2 separate regions of the Mus musculus genome follow, and region 2 is linked to region 1. A link is a contact called in public promoter capture Hi-C data. All regions are on one chromosome and are shown on one strand. Each heading gives the region's core, a stretch centred on a gene start, on an enhancer-like site or on the middle of the called end of the contact. The rest is flanking DNA. Distances are from core to core; before and after follow the strand shown.

Region 1 (6,278 bases), core at 1,704-4,203:
CCCTAGAGAGGATCAGGGCCAGCTGCCTTAAAGATACTTGCCAGAGAATGACTTCACTTCTTTTCTAGAGCAATCAGATTAGCATGTAGTGTCTTTATCTGCAGATCAGTTTACTCTTAGGTCCCCCTAAGGATAGTTTTATTAGGACCACAGGATTTCACCAACCACTGGGACAATTATTGCAGGTGAAGGTATTTATGGGGAAGGTATATAATCTGATTTAGTAATCTAGCCTGTGCTGCTAAACGCAGCAGCTCTGTAGGAAACAAACTTAAAGGAATTTTGTGTAATGTTCTTTGAAGTTAAGACTGAGAAGTAGGGTTCGTTTTTTTGTTTTGTTTTGTTTTTGTTTTTTAAGAGCCTCCTCTCTTCCACTTCCTCATCAGCTGACCAACTAAATTGACCTGACGCCTAACCCTGAACCGCAGGGATTCCAGACAGGAAGTGTAAGCTGGCTACCTGAGCTGTTGGCTCCTGAGGTGACTCCCGTGAGTTCTGCTCCCGATCTGGAACCTTCAGGACCAATGGGAGAGTCTAAGTTCCTTTCATACTTGGGCTGGCAAAGGTCTGAGCATTTTGGAGCAGGTGTGTCACTTTAGAGTTGGGTCAGTTGGAGGACTGCACACCGGGACTCACAAAGTAGAGATAAGATCTCACTTCCTGAAGTTTGCTGAGGCCTGTACACTCTTTCAGGGACCCGGCTCAGTTTCTCCCAAGACTTGCTTCCTTGAGTTAGGAAATAATTCTCAAGTGTGCTCCCTCACCTACACACAGCTCAGTTCTAAATGTGGCCAGACTCTGAAACCCTATCGTGCCCACCCGTTCCCAGTAGCCAGCCTGGCCTCCTGCTCTGCTAAGTGGAAGGACAGAGCACCTAGTAGACCCATGGTCGCTCTCTGGTTCCCCAACCCAACCAGTCTCTGGGATAAACTGGTCCTAGGCAATCCGGCCATCCGACGTCCCCATACCTTGCACTAAATTCCAAGAGACACCAGTCCAGTTTTCCCCATCCCAACCCCGGCGCACAACCGCAGCGATCACTTACATGGGCAAGGCCCGCAAGGCGAAGAGACCTTCGGTTCAGATGGCATCCAAGCGGCTGCGTTGGGCGCACAGGACGGCACTCCACACCCCAAAACAGGCACTAAGAAGGAGCTATTAAAATCGCGAGTACGACAGGAAGACCAGGACGAGGCGAGTTGGAGTTCTTAGTTGGTTGGTGTTACAAAGCCTCACCTTGTGGTTTGGCGATTAAGGAAAAAACAAAAACAAAACAAAAAACCTTTCAGGCGATGGCAAACCCTTTATTGGTTTACGAATTTTGGACTGTTGTTTTTTGTTTTGTTTTTTTCCTCTTTCTTTTGTTTTTCTCTTTTGCTCCAACCAACATGCTGCATGAAATGTTTCTGCGCACAGCCTCATGCCTTTAATCAGAAGAGGAAATCTTTAGGCAGGAGCTGCTGCTGAAGGAGAGAGAGAGAGAGAGAGAGAGAGAGAGAGAGAGAGAGAGAGAGAGAGAGAGAGAGAGAGAGAGAATGAGAATGAATCCCCTGTACTCATATCTGTAACGACATCACCGATGTAATTTGTTTTGAATGTTCATTTTTATTGGTGTTCCCTCTGCCAAAATGTGCTTGATTACAGAGGTCTCCCTGTGATCACTGTGCACTCCAGATAGGGGAAGGTGCCGCGGCGCAGGTTCAGCTCAGGCCAGATCAAATCCCCGGGCTGTTTAACGCTGAAAGGCTGCATGTTGCTATTAGTGTTAAATATATGGCTAATTATGCGTATGAAAATTAAACATCAGTGTTATGCTAATGGGGCGCCTTCAGCTGCGGATCTGAGCACTTGAGACTACCATTTAATCAAATGAATCAGTAACTAATACGTGTGCACGTGTGAACTTTCACAAGATCATTTCCCCCGGTCCCCGTCACACCGCTAAATTATGAAAGAAATAATTATCAACACTTTCTAATTACCTAACAAAGTAATTTGGGATTCATCGTGGGGCTGGCGGGATTGGGAACCAACAGTCCCTAGCAACCAGCGTAGTTTGCGCCACGCGAGGTGGTGTGTGGTAGTAGTGGGGGGGTGGAGTGCGAGAGAATCTTTTGTGCACTTTTCAACACTTGCACCCAGATGGTAGACAGCGCGCTTTGGCAGCTCTTTCCTTCACCAGCTTCCCCACCTCACCCCCGGGCCCGGAGGCTCCAGCTTTGGCCACTGGAGGTGAGGAAGAGATCGGGCGACAGAGAGGGGCATATCTAAACACAAATATTCAAGCCTACCACTGATCAGGATTTGCTGAGGGTGTCGGTGTCTCCCTAGGACTCCCAAACCCCAAGTACTCTGGCCAGACCCCAGGAGGTCGGAAAATGACCACCTGGCAGGAGTTCGATGCACCAGCCACCAGGCGACTGCGGGCCCTCAGGACTCCACGCTGAGCCGCGCCCTCGGGGCGAGTGAGCCCGGGGCTCGTGGCTCAGGGGGAGTGGAGAGGGGAGGGGGAGGCAGGAAGGTTGGGAGGGAAAGGAGGGGGGAGGCGGTGCGGCCGCCTTTCCTGGGTGGAGAAGCGTGGGTTCCTGGCTCTCCACGCGCACTGCTTTGATCAGACCCGTGCAGCCTCGAGCTGGAGTGGCCAGCTGGGCCTGGAGAGATGCGAGCAAGCCCCTGGGAACGGTGGCAACGGCGGGGCGGCGGCCGAGTGAGTGAGTTGGGCCAGAGGGCCCCCAAACCCAGATCCCCGGGATGTGGCCGAGAGAACCCCAACCTGGGAGGCGCGGCCTGGAGCGCGCTGAGCTAGGCACAAGACGCTCAGAAGGACCGCTGGCTGCAGGCTACCTGGGTTGTCGCCCAGTGCGCGACTCCGCGATCCAGAGACCGCGGCCGGACTCTGGAGCGGCGCTCCGCACCGGACTAGGTGACCTCAAGAAGAAGTGGTCCGGGGTCCCAGGCGTTGGGGGCGGGCGAAGGGTGGGGACAGCAAGGGGGAGGGCGACGGCAGGGCGCGGCTGGTTGGTTTCTGGGGCGGGAAGCGCGCGAGGGAGGCGGGAGGCTGGAGTCGCGCGCCTTCGAGGTTCCTGCGCGGACGCCGCAGCCCATTGTGCGTCCCGCTCCGCGCGCTCTGTTGCAGAGGAGCCCCGGCCGGGACGTGTGGACCGGATTCTCCCCAGGCCGGGCCGCGTCGCCCGCTCTAGTCCAGCCGAGCCCGAGCTTCTCGGACCAATCCCCGGTGATTATGCAAGAGAGCCGACCAATCAGCTCCACCAGCTCATGAATATTTATGACCTTGGCTGAGTCAAAGCTTTGAACCGAGTTTGGGGAGCTCGGCAGCATCATGCTTAGACTTTTCAAAGAGACAAACTCCATTTTCTTATGAATGGAAAGTGAAAACCCCTGTTCCGCTTAAATTGGGTTCCTTCCTGTCCTGAGAAACATAGAGACCCCCAAAAGGGAAGCAGAGGAGAGAAAGACCCACACCCAGACCCCGCGAGAAGAGATGACCATGACCACCATGCCAGAAAGTCTCAACAGCCCCGTGTCGGGCAAGGCTGTGTTTATGGAGTTTGGGCCGCCCAACCAGCAAATGTCTCCTTCTCCCATGTCCCACGGGCACTACTCCATGCACTGTTTACACTCGGCGGGCCATTCGCAGCCCGACGGTGCCTACAGTTCGGCCTCATCCTTCTCCCGACCGCTGGGCTACCCCTACGTCAACTCGGTCAGCAGCCACGCGTCCAGCCCCTACATCAGTTCCGTGCAGTCCTACCCCGGCAGCGCCAGCCTCGCCCAGAGCCGCCTGGAGGACCCAGGTACGTGCGCTTGCCAGGGACAAGGAGAGAAGGGAAGGAGAATAGGAGAGAGGGGGAGAAGGGGAGGGGGAAAGAGAAAAGACAAGAGAGTGTGGGGTAGAGAGGTGGGTGGGGGTGGGGAAAGCGCGGAAGTAGTAGAGGTTTCGGATATCAATCTGTGGATCCTTGTCACTGAAAAGAAAAAAATTATAAGTCAATTCAATTTACAACTGTCCAGCAAAGGATAAATCCGAGCGCGTCTCCTGGCACTGGCTGGGCCTCTGGGCCGCTCGGTGCGCCGAGCACACAATGCCCTGCTGGAAAACAGAAACCCACATGTGCACGTATTAGTCTCGGTAATTATTTATTGCGTAGCGCTATAAACAATGTATGCAATTAAGGGTAATTAAACCTCAACTACCGCCTGCAAAAAATAGCAAACTTTCTCTGCAAAGGCAATAGCTGCGCTCTTGGGAACGACCCAATTCTGTCTGCAGCAGCCAGGGACGTGCGCTCGGACCTTGAGGGACCTTCGCAGTCTTTCAGGGTTTCTTGAACGTTCTTTTCCGGACCCTACTTCTGCCAACCCATCCATAGACATTCATTCTCGTCCCTCCTCACTAAAGGCAGTGCAGCATTAACAAGGGTCTCTGCTTCTGTTGTCCCTCCAGGGGCGGACTCCGAGAAGAGTACGGTGGTGGAAGGCGGCGAGGTGCGCTTTAACGGCAAAGGGAAAAAGATCCGTAAACCCAGGACAATTTATTCCAGTTTGCAGTTGCAGGCTTTGAACCGGAGGTTCCAACAAACTCAGTACTTAGCTCTGCCTGAGAGGGCGGAGCTGGCGGCCTCCTTGGGACTCACACAGACGCAGGTACCTGGCCGCTCTGCCAAACAAGCCTCGGGAGCTGGGCTCCAGCCCCAGGCTTCACATTTTTTGTTCGCTGGGCCTCTGGTTCTAGGTGTCACAGTCCGCCCCCCAACCCGTGTGTGTGTGTGTGTGTGTGTGTGTGTGTGTGTATCCACCTCTGACTTTCAGCGTCTCCTCTTCCTCCCTCAAACTGTTTGCCCTAGCTCGGACCCTACTCTCTGACCTGCAGGCTACCTGGTCTTCTGACCAGGCAGGGAACTGGAAGGATTTCCCCAGACGTTTTGTTTGGAGGTTCTGAGGTCACACGTGCCTGAACAACTGGAACAATAGAAGGGGGATTTAATCTTCCTTAGCCTTTAAAGTGTGCCACTAATCACTCAGGTCCTGGGCCTAAGCCTGCTTCCCCCACCTCCTTCTTCTTGCGAGGTGGCAGAGGCAGATCCTTCCCTCTGGCCCTTCACTTCCCAAGTTCCAGATCCTTAAGAAGAAGGGGGAAAAAAAAAGTGAGATTTTTCTTTTTTCTTCCTGCACTTCTCTAAGACCCTGGGCAGTTCCTAGGCATTCGAACGAGGGCCAGTCTGTCTCTAGATTTAGGTTGGAGCTGGGGAAAGCAAATACACCGTTGGGGGTGGGGGGGAGAATTGGTTTGAGTCTAAAGAGTTTAACAAAGACGCTGTAGCCTCTTCCAATAGTCCTACGAGGAAAGGAGATCTAATTTTAACAAATGCCCCCGCCCCCCACCCCGTTCCTATCTAGGTTTTAAATTTTCTTTATTGTTATTGCATTGTGCTGCATGAGGTCTTCCATAAACGTCGCCCAGGTGGCATCGTCTCATTTGCAAGCCAAGGCCTGGCTCTCCCCTGTTCTCTTATTCCCGGCTCTGATAGCTGCTCTAAAAGTTGCCAACAGCGGCTGGACCTGGGGCTCAATTTTCTGGCCTTTGGCCCTCATGGGGTGTGGGGAGGCGGTGGTCTCTGCCCCTCTGTCCTGGAGCTGTCAGCTTTCCCAAAGCAAGGAGGGCGGGTATTGTTGTCCACCCGTCCCTTTTCTCCTTGGACCTGGGTAGGCTCAATGGTCATAGTCCAGTCACGTTGTCGCCCGATCCTGCAGGTCAAGATATGGTTCCAGAACAAACGCTCCAAGTTCAAGAAGCTGATGAAGCAAGGCGGGGCAGCTCTGGAGGGCAGCGCGCTGGCGAACGGCAGAGCCTTGTCTGCCGGCTCCCCACCGGTACCACCCGGCTGGAATCCGAACTCCTCATCTGGGAAGGGCTCCGGCAGCAGCGCTGGCTCCTACGTCCCCAGCTATACATCATGGTATCCCTCAGCGCACCAAGAAGCTATGCAGCAGCCTCAACTGATGTGAGGTTATCAGTTCGCACTCACCCGCTTCCTGCCCGTCTCCCTTGGCCCGGCCCCTCCCGCCTCCAGGTTCATCCACCTTTTCGCACGCCCTGGGCCAGGAGGAGAAGAGCCCACGAGCGGGAGCAGGGGTGGGGGTGGGGAGCTAAAAATAAAAGAAAAAGGAACAGTGAAGGCAGAGGGCTTGCTGCTTCTCGGAGCCCCTAAAAGTCTGACTCAGCGACCTTTCAGCCCGAATCTGGTTTGGGCCACGGT
Region 2 (5,584 bases), core at 991-3,490, 3.2 Mb after region 1:
GTGTGAGAGAGAGAGAGAGAGGGGGGGGGGGGGAGAGAGATCGATCTCTTAGACTTGAAGTACAGCAAACGGAAACAGGATGAACCTTGCAGGAATGAATCTTGCTCCTTTTCCTTAAGGATATCTTTTTCTAGGCATAATAAAGTGTCCTTACCTAGTGCAAATGGCAAACATCTGCTGAATTCAGGCATGGAATGAAATGACCAGAGGTTTGGCTTCCAACAAACAACAAGCAAACCAACTCAAGGGCTGAGTATGTAGCTCAGTGGTAGAGTGCTTGCTTAGCACGTTGTCAGGCCCTGGGTTGGATACCCAGCACATCAAAACCAAAATAAAAGAAGACAGCAGTCTGAGCTCCAGAGCATAGGAAACCCCAAGGACTCAAAAACTAAAAGAAGAGAGGATGATAAACAGACCATAGCTCTCTGGTATGGATTCATCAGGGAGCTACAATTGGGTCTGAACAAATACTAAAACTACTCCAACCTCCACATCTGATGTCCACTCTCAATACAACCGTTAAAACAAAACAGCAACAATAATACAAATACCAACAGCTGCTCATTTCATTTTAGTACGGTTTCTACTTCAAGCAAAGACAGAATCGCCAAAAAATATGCTTCAGGGAAAGCAAATAATGGGTAGTTTTAGGTGGAAGGTCTGTTTTTAGTAGAAGGATTCTACTTTCCGTTCATTGTCAAGAACCCCATACTCTTGTAACGGTGTGCTCAGTCACGTGACCATTCCCAAGTCTAGGTGCTTAAGCTGCACCAGGTCCACCTCACTAGCATAATAGGCGTTTGCTGTAGCTTTATTTACTTACAAGTCCACAGCCCTGAAAGGGGCTCACTCCTGGACTATGAGGCCTGAGTGGAATTTTAGGCAAGTGCTCAATCGCTGTCTCATGACGAGTGGATACATAAAGCAATAACAAAACCTCACTCATTCTAACTTGGAGGCTGCAAAAGATCAAGTTTTCAAGGGCACTTGAATAAACCTGGAGCCGACTCTTTAGACTCGTCAATACAGAGGCTTTTAGAAAACCACCTTCATTTACTTATGGCTGTGTGCAAATAACCTGTATTTATTTCTCTTGGCGTTTTTCTACTGCCCTAAAGAGGACAACATGAAAAGAGATGGTTAAGGAAGCTGGAAAGTTTGTCCGTGTAAAGCCTGTCTGTATGACCCTTCTCCTCTCCATTTCCTGTGCCAATTACACTTTTATTTCCCGGCTCTCTACACTCAGTAAACAAACCATATTATCAAGGGAAAGACGTGAGCCCATTAACATCGTGAGCCCTCAGATTACACTCGCAAGAGACGACGCAGCACTTATCTGATGGAACAGAAGCTTTAATTGCTTTAAGGTACAAGCCAGTCCAAAGCTCTGAGATCTGACCAGTCCCCAGGATGCCCAGCGCCCTCCAGCCAAGAGTCTCAGTGAAAGCGTGCGCAGCTCGCGTGCCAGCCTTCTAAATAGTGTACAAGGGCCTTTCTGCCACAGAGTGGATTCCGTATTCTGATGACCTCATCAGAAGGGAAAATCCAAACTTATTTTCTGCCCAAATCGACACTGACACTACAAACATCCATTCTCACCACGTCGCCACAAATTGGAAGGGGAGCTGAAGAGGATAAATTCTGGGGGCGGGGGGGAATGGTGCAAAGAAAAGCTAGTGAAAATGATTTCACCCCCCGCGCCCCCGCGGCCCCCCCCCCCGGCCTAGGTGGTCCCAGGAGTCATTGGTGAGGCAGAAAAGAGGGAAGATGCAAGGAATGTCTGTTCTAGGTTTAGGACAAGAGGGATTTCTGGGTCAAGGAAACCCGAATGCACCCCCCCCCCCCCAAAGAGGGGCAAGAGTAACTTGACCTTCTCAGAGGGAGGGCTGGGTAGAGTCCCCTCAGGGCAAAAGCAATACTGTTACCCAGCATCATCCAGGCTCGCCCATCATTCCCCGGGAAATAGCCCAAGGGGTCCCGAGAGGGACCAGCCCTGACCGCTGCATCCCTCGCCCTTCCCTGCCTTTCTCCCGCAATACCTGTCCCAGGAGCTGATGTCCAGGGCTCTCGCCCCGCCCTTCCGCCGGCGCCGCTCTCCCCCGAGCTGGGCGGAGGCCCCTCAGCCACTTTGGCTAAGTTGGCAGCAAGGCAGGCGCGTGGAACCGCACTCCAGTCGGGACCGGCCAGTGCGGGGAAGGCGCCGATTGGCTGGCTGGCGCCACGTGGCTGCCGCCGCCGGTATATGAAGCCACTATTTACCTCGGGCTCGCTCGCCATGGCTCGGCGAGGGCAGCGGGGGTAGCGGGAAGGCGGAGCTGCGCAGACCTGCAGGGTGCGGCGCCTAGGTCGTGCGGAGCGAGCCATGAGCTCTTACCTGGAGTACGTGTCGTGCGCCGCGGGCGGTGGCAGCGGAGGGGTAGGCGGCGACGTGCTCGGCTTCGCACCCAAGTTCTGCCGCGCCGACGCGCGCCCTGTGGCCCTGCAGCCGGCCTTCCCCCTGGGCAGCGGAGACGGCGCCTTCGTGAGCTGCCTGCCCCTGGCCACCGCTCGGCCCACGCCGTCGCCTCCCGCAGGCCCCGCTCAGTCCCCGGTCCCACAGCCCGCCGCGCCCCGGTACGCGCCCTGCACCCTGGAAGGCGCCTACGAGCGGGGCGCCGCACCTGCCTCTGCCGCCGAGTATGGCTTCTTGGGGTCCGGGCCGGCGTTTGACTTCCCGGGCGCACTTGGGAGAGCGGCGGACGAGGGCGGGGCGCACGTCCACTATGCCACCTCGGCGGTCTTCTCCGGCGGGGGATCATTCCTGCTCAGCGGCCAGGTGGACTTCGCTGCCTTTGGCGAGCCTGGCCCCTTCCCCGCGTGTCTCAAGGAGCCCGCAGACGGCCACCCCGGGCCCTTTCAGACTGTGTCCCCGGCCCCTGGAGCCTGCCCCAAGCCGGCCTCTCCCACCTCCAGCCTCCCGGCCGCCCACAGCACTTTCGAGTGGATGAAAGTGAAGAGGAACGCCCCCAAGAAAAGTAAGGAGGTGGGCGCTGAGGGGAGGCACCTGGGGGTTCGGGGGGGGGGGGCGCCTCCTTCGTGAAGAGCCGGGAGCGTGTGGCCACCAACCCTGGAGAGAGATTCTACTCCTAAGCCCTGGTCAGAGCCCAGGGTCAGAAAATGCCCCAGGAGCTGAGAGGCCTCAGCAGAGCGCTTCTTCTGGTTCAGCTGTGTCCATCACTCAGGAGGGCTGCGCTGTGACTTTGATTCTAAGTCTTAGCTCCACTGGATAGTTTCAGCATCTCCTCCTCCTGCTCACACCTTGTCTTTATGTTGCAGGCAAACTGTCCGAATATGGAGCCACAAGCCCTCCCAGTGCCATCCGCACAAATTTCAGCACCAAGCAACTGACAGAGCTAGAGAAAGAGTTTCATTTCAATAAGTACCTAACTAGAGCCCGACGCATCGAGATAGCCAACTGTTTACAGCTGAATGACACCCAGGTCAAAATCTGGTTCCAGAACCGTAGGATGAAGCAGAAGAAGAGGGAACGAGAGGGGCTTCTGGCCACAGCTGCCTCTGTGGCCTCGATTAAGCTTCCCCGGTCAGAAACAAGTCCCATCAAATCTGGCCGGAATCTAGGAAGCCCTTCTCAGGCTCAAGAGCCTTCCTGAGGCCCACTCTTAAGGCTGAGGACCTTGGGTCTACAGAAGTCACAGACTGCTCCCCACCTTTGAATAGACTTGAGAGCTTAGTTTGGGCTGGAGGTGGGCATGGGTAGAAATTAATACGGATTTTACTTGGCAAAGGAATTGTCTAAATTGGCTTCTGAGTTCCAGAGGCTGTGTATAGAGATATATATTTGATATCTTTTATTCGCATATTATTTTTGCCTCATGGGGAGGAAAGGTGTCTTAGCTACCTGCCTAAACGCTGCTATGTGAGCCACTTAAAATTCTCGGGTGCAGAGTGGCAGGCCTTCTTAGTCTAGTGTGGTCAGAAACGTATCTCTCTGAAGTTGTTTCAGTTTTAATTTCCTGGACAGACTACATATATTCAGCTTCCTGAGATGATCAAAGCTAGCTAGGGTTTCCTCTATGTAGCTAAGCTGCTTCAATGATGATCTTCATATTGTGCTCCAGTTTGTTTATTTAAAGTGGCGCTCCTACCTCTTCGTGTGCCTGGGTGAAGAAACACAATCACTGTTTAGTTAGTAGCGGAACAAATCCACAGGGTAGGTAAGGATTAGAATCTGAATTATACCTTGGCATCAGTTACTCAAACTTGAAGTGTAAATATATACAGTATGTATATTTTTTAAAGATTTGCTTGCAGTGAACCTTATATATGACATTTAATGTCATGCATAGCATGTAAAGATTTTGACTTTTTTTTTTTTTTTTTGGTAATAAAAGTTACAGAATCTACTATTCTCTGCCTTTTCTTACATCCCTTTCATTTTGATTCCTTAAGCTGATCCAGTTTCAAAATGGGAGTTTATTTACATTGGGGACCTAAAAGTACCACCCCCACCATCACCGTCTCCTCTTCGTTGTTTTTTGTTTTTGTTTTGTTTTGTTTTGTTTTATAAGAGTTTCTCTTTGTAGCCCTAACTGTTCTGGAACTCACTCTGTAGACCAGGCTGGCCTTGAACTCTGAGATCTGCTTGTTTCTGTATCCTGAGTGCTGGAATTAAGAGTGTGCATGGACCACTACGCCCGGCAAAAGTAACGCTTCTTACAGGTTGTAAGCACAAAGCAAATAATCCATAATTATCTGGGCAAATCTGATGTACATAGCAGAGAGCTACTCTGCTAAATTCAAAACACTACGGAAATAGTTCTTTCCCCTGAGCTTTATGGTGGACATGCACATTAACTCAAGGGCTGGGAGCCCATTACAGGACTGCTGAAAATCCAGAGACACTTGGGGAGATCTCCTTTTTCTTTTTCTCCTGTTGTCACAAAAGGAAGTGGAAAGGTGACCTGAAGACTTTGTTTCTTTATCCTTTGTGTTCTCTGAGCAAAGCCGCTGCCCACCCAAAAGTTCCCATTGGCCGATTTCCTATCTAAAGGAGGCTGAGAGGAGCCAGAATTAAGAGCATCCTCTTCCTATAAGCCAGCATTCTTTTCCTATAAGCCAGATCAGGCTCTGGCTGAGAACACAGGGTACTTGTCTGGTGCTTGTTTGTTTGTTTGTTTGTTTGTTTGTTTTAGTTTTCTGAGGCAAGGTTGGGTAGCCCTGGCTGTCTTGCAACTCACTCTGTAGACCACGTTGGCCTTGAACTCACAGAAATGCTCCTGCCTCTGCCTCCCAAGTGCTTGAATTAAAGGTGTGAGCCAAAACCACTGGCTACTTGTCTGTTTTTAACAGTGGAATATTTTTAAATTAATTTCTTAGAAGAGGTACAACTTGAAATCTGGCCAGAGGGTAGATTACAAATAAACAAAACACAAAACCCTCTACTCTTATTTTTCACTTAGTCTCCCTTCTGCAGAAGGTGCCCACAGTCAGCAGGGCTCCTGGGCTACCTCGCAGTTACATAAACGGGGAAGAAAAGTGCAATAGAAACACATATAAGCAAGTGGGTACTTTATCAAGTTAGGAT

What was found. Promoter capture Hi-C pulls out the DNA fragments that hold promoters and counts their contacts.
Region 2: a contact with region 1 is called in a promoter capture Hi-C map of embryonic stem cells. The contact joins the promoter of Hoxd1 here to the promoter of Dlx1 in region 1. A contact is called at or near these places in 3 of 39 promoter capture datasets (cranial neural crest, embryonic stem cells and frontonasal cranial neural crest).

The regions. Positions count from the first base shown.
Region 1 is chr2:71,526,492-71,532,769 of GRCm38.p6, forward strand. Dlx1 (distal-less homeobox 1) reads left to right here and starts at 2,954. Exons shown (of 3, transcript NM_010053.2): 1 at 2,954-3,815; 2 at 4,466-4,665; 3 at 5,773-6,278. The coding sequence starts at 3,503. The coding sequence ends at 6,027. It also overlaps Dlx1as.
Region 2 is chr2:74,760,740-74,766,323 of GRCm38.p6, forward strand. It overlaps Hoxd1 (homeobox D1), which reads left to right and starts at 2,241. Exons shown (of 2, transcript NM_010467.2): 1 at 2,241-3,014; 2 at 3,316-4,403. The coding sequence starts at 2,363. The coding sequence ends at 3,650. It overlaps Haglr (Hoxd antisense growth associated long non-coding RNA), which reads right to left and starts at 2,157. Exons shown (of 3, transcript NR_110445.1): 1 at 2,040-2,157.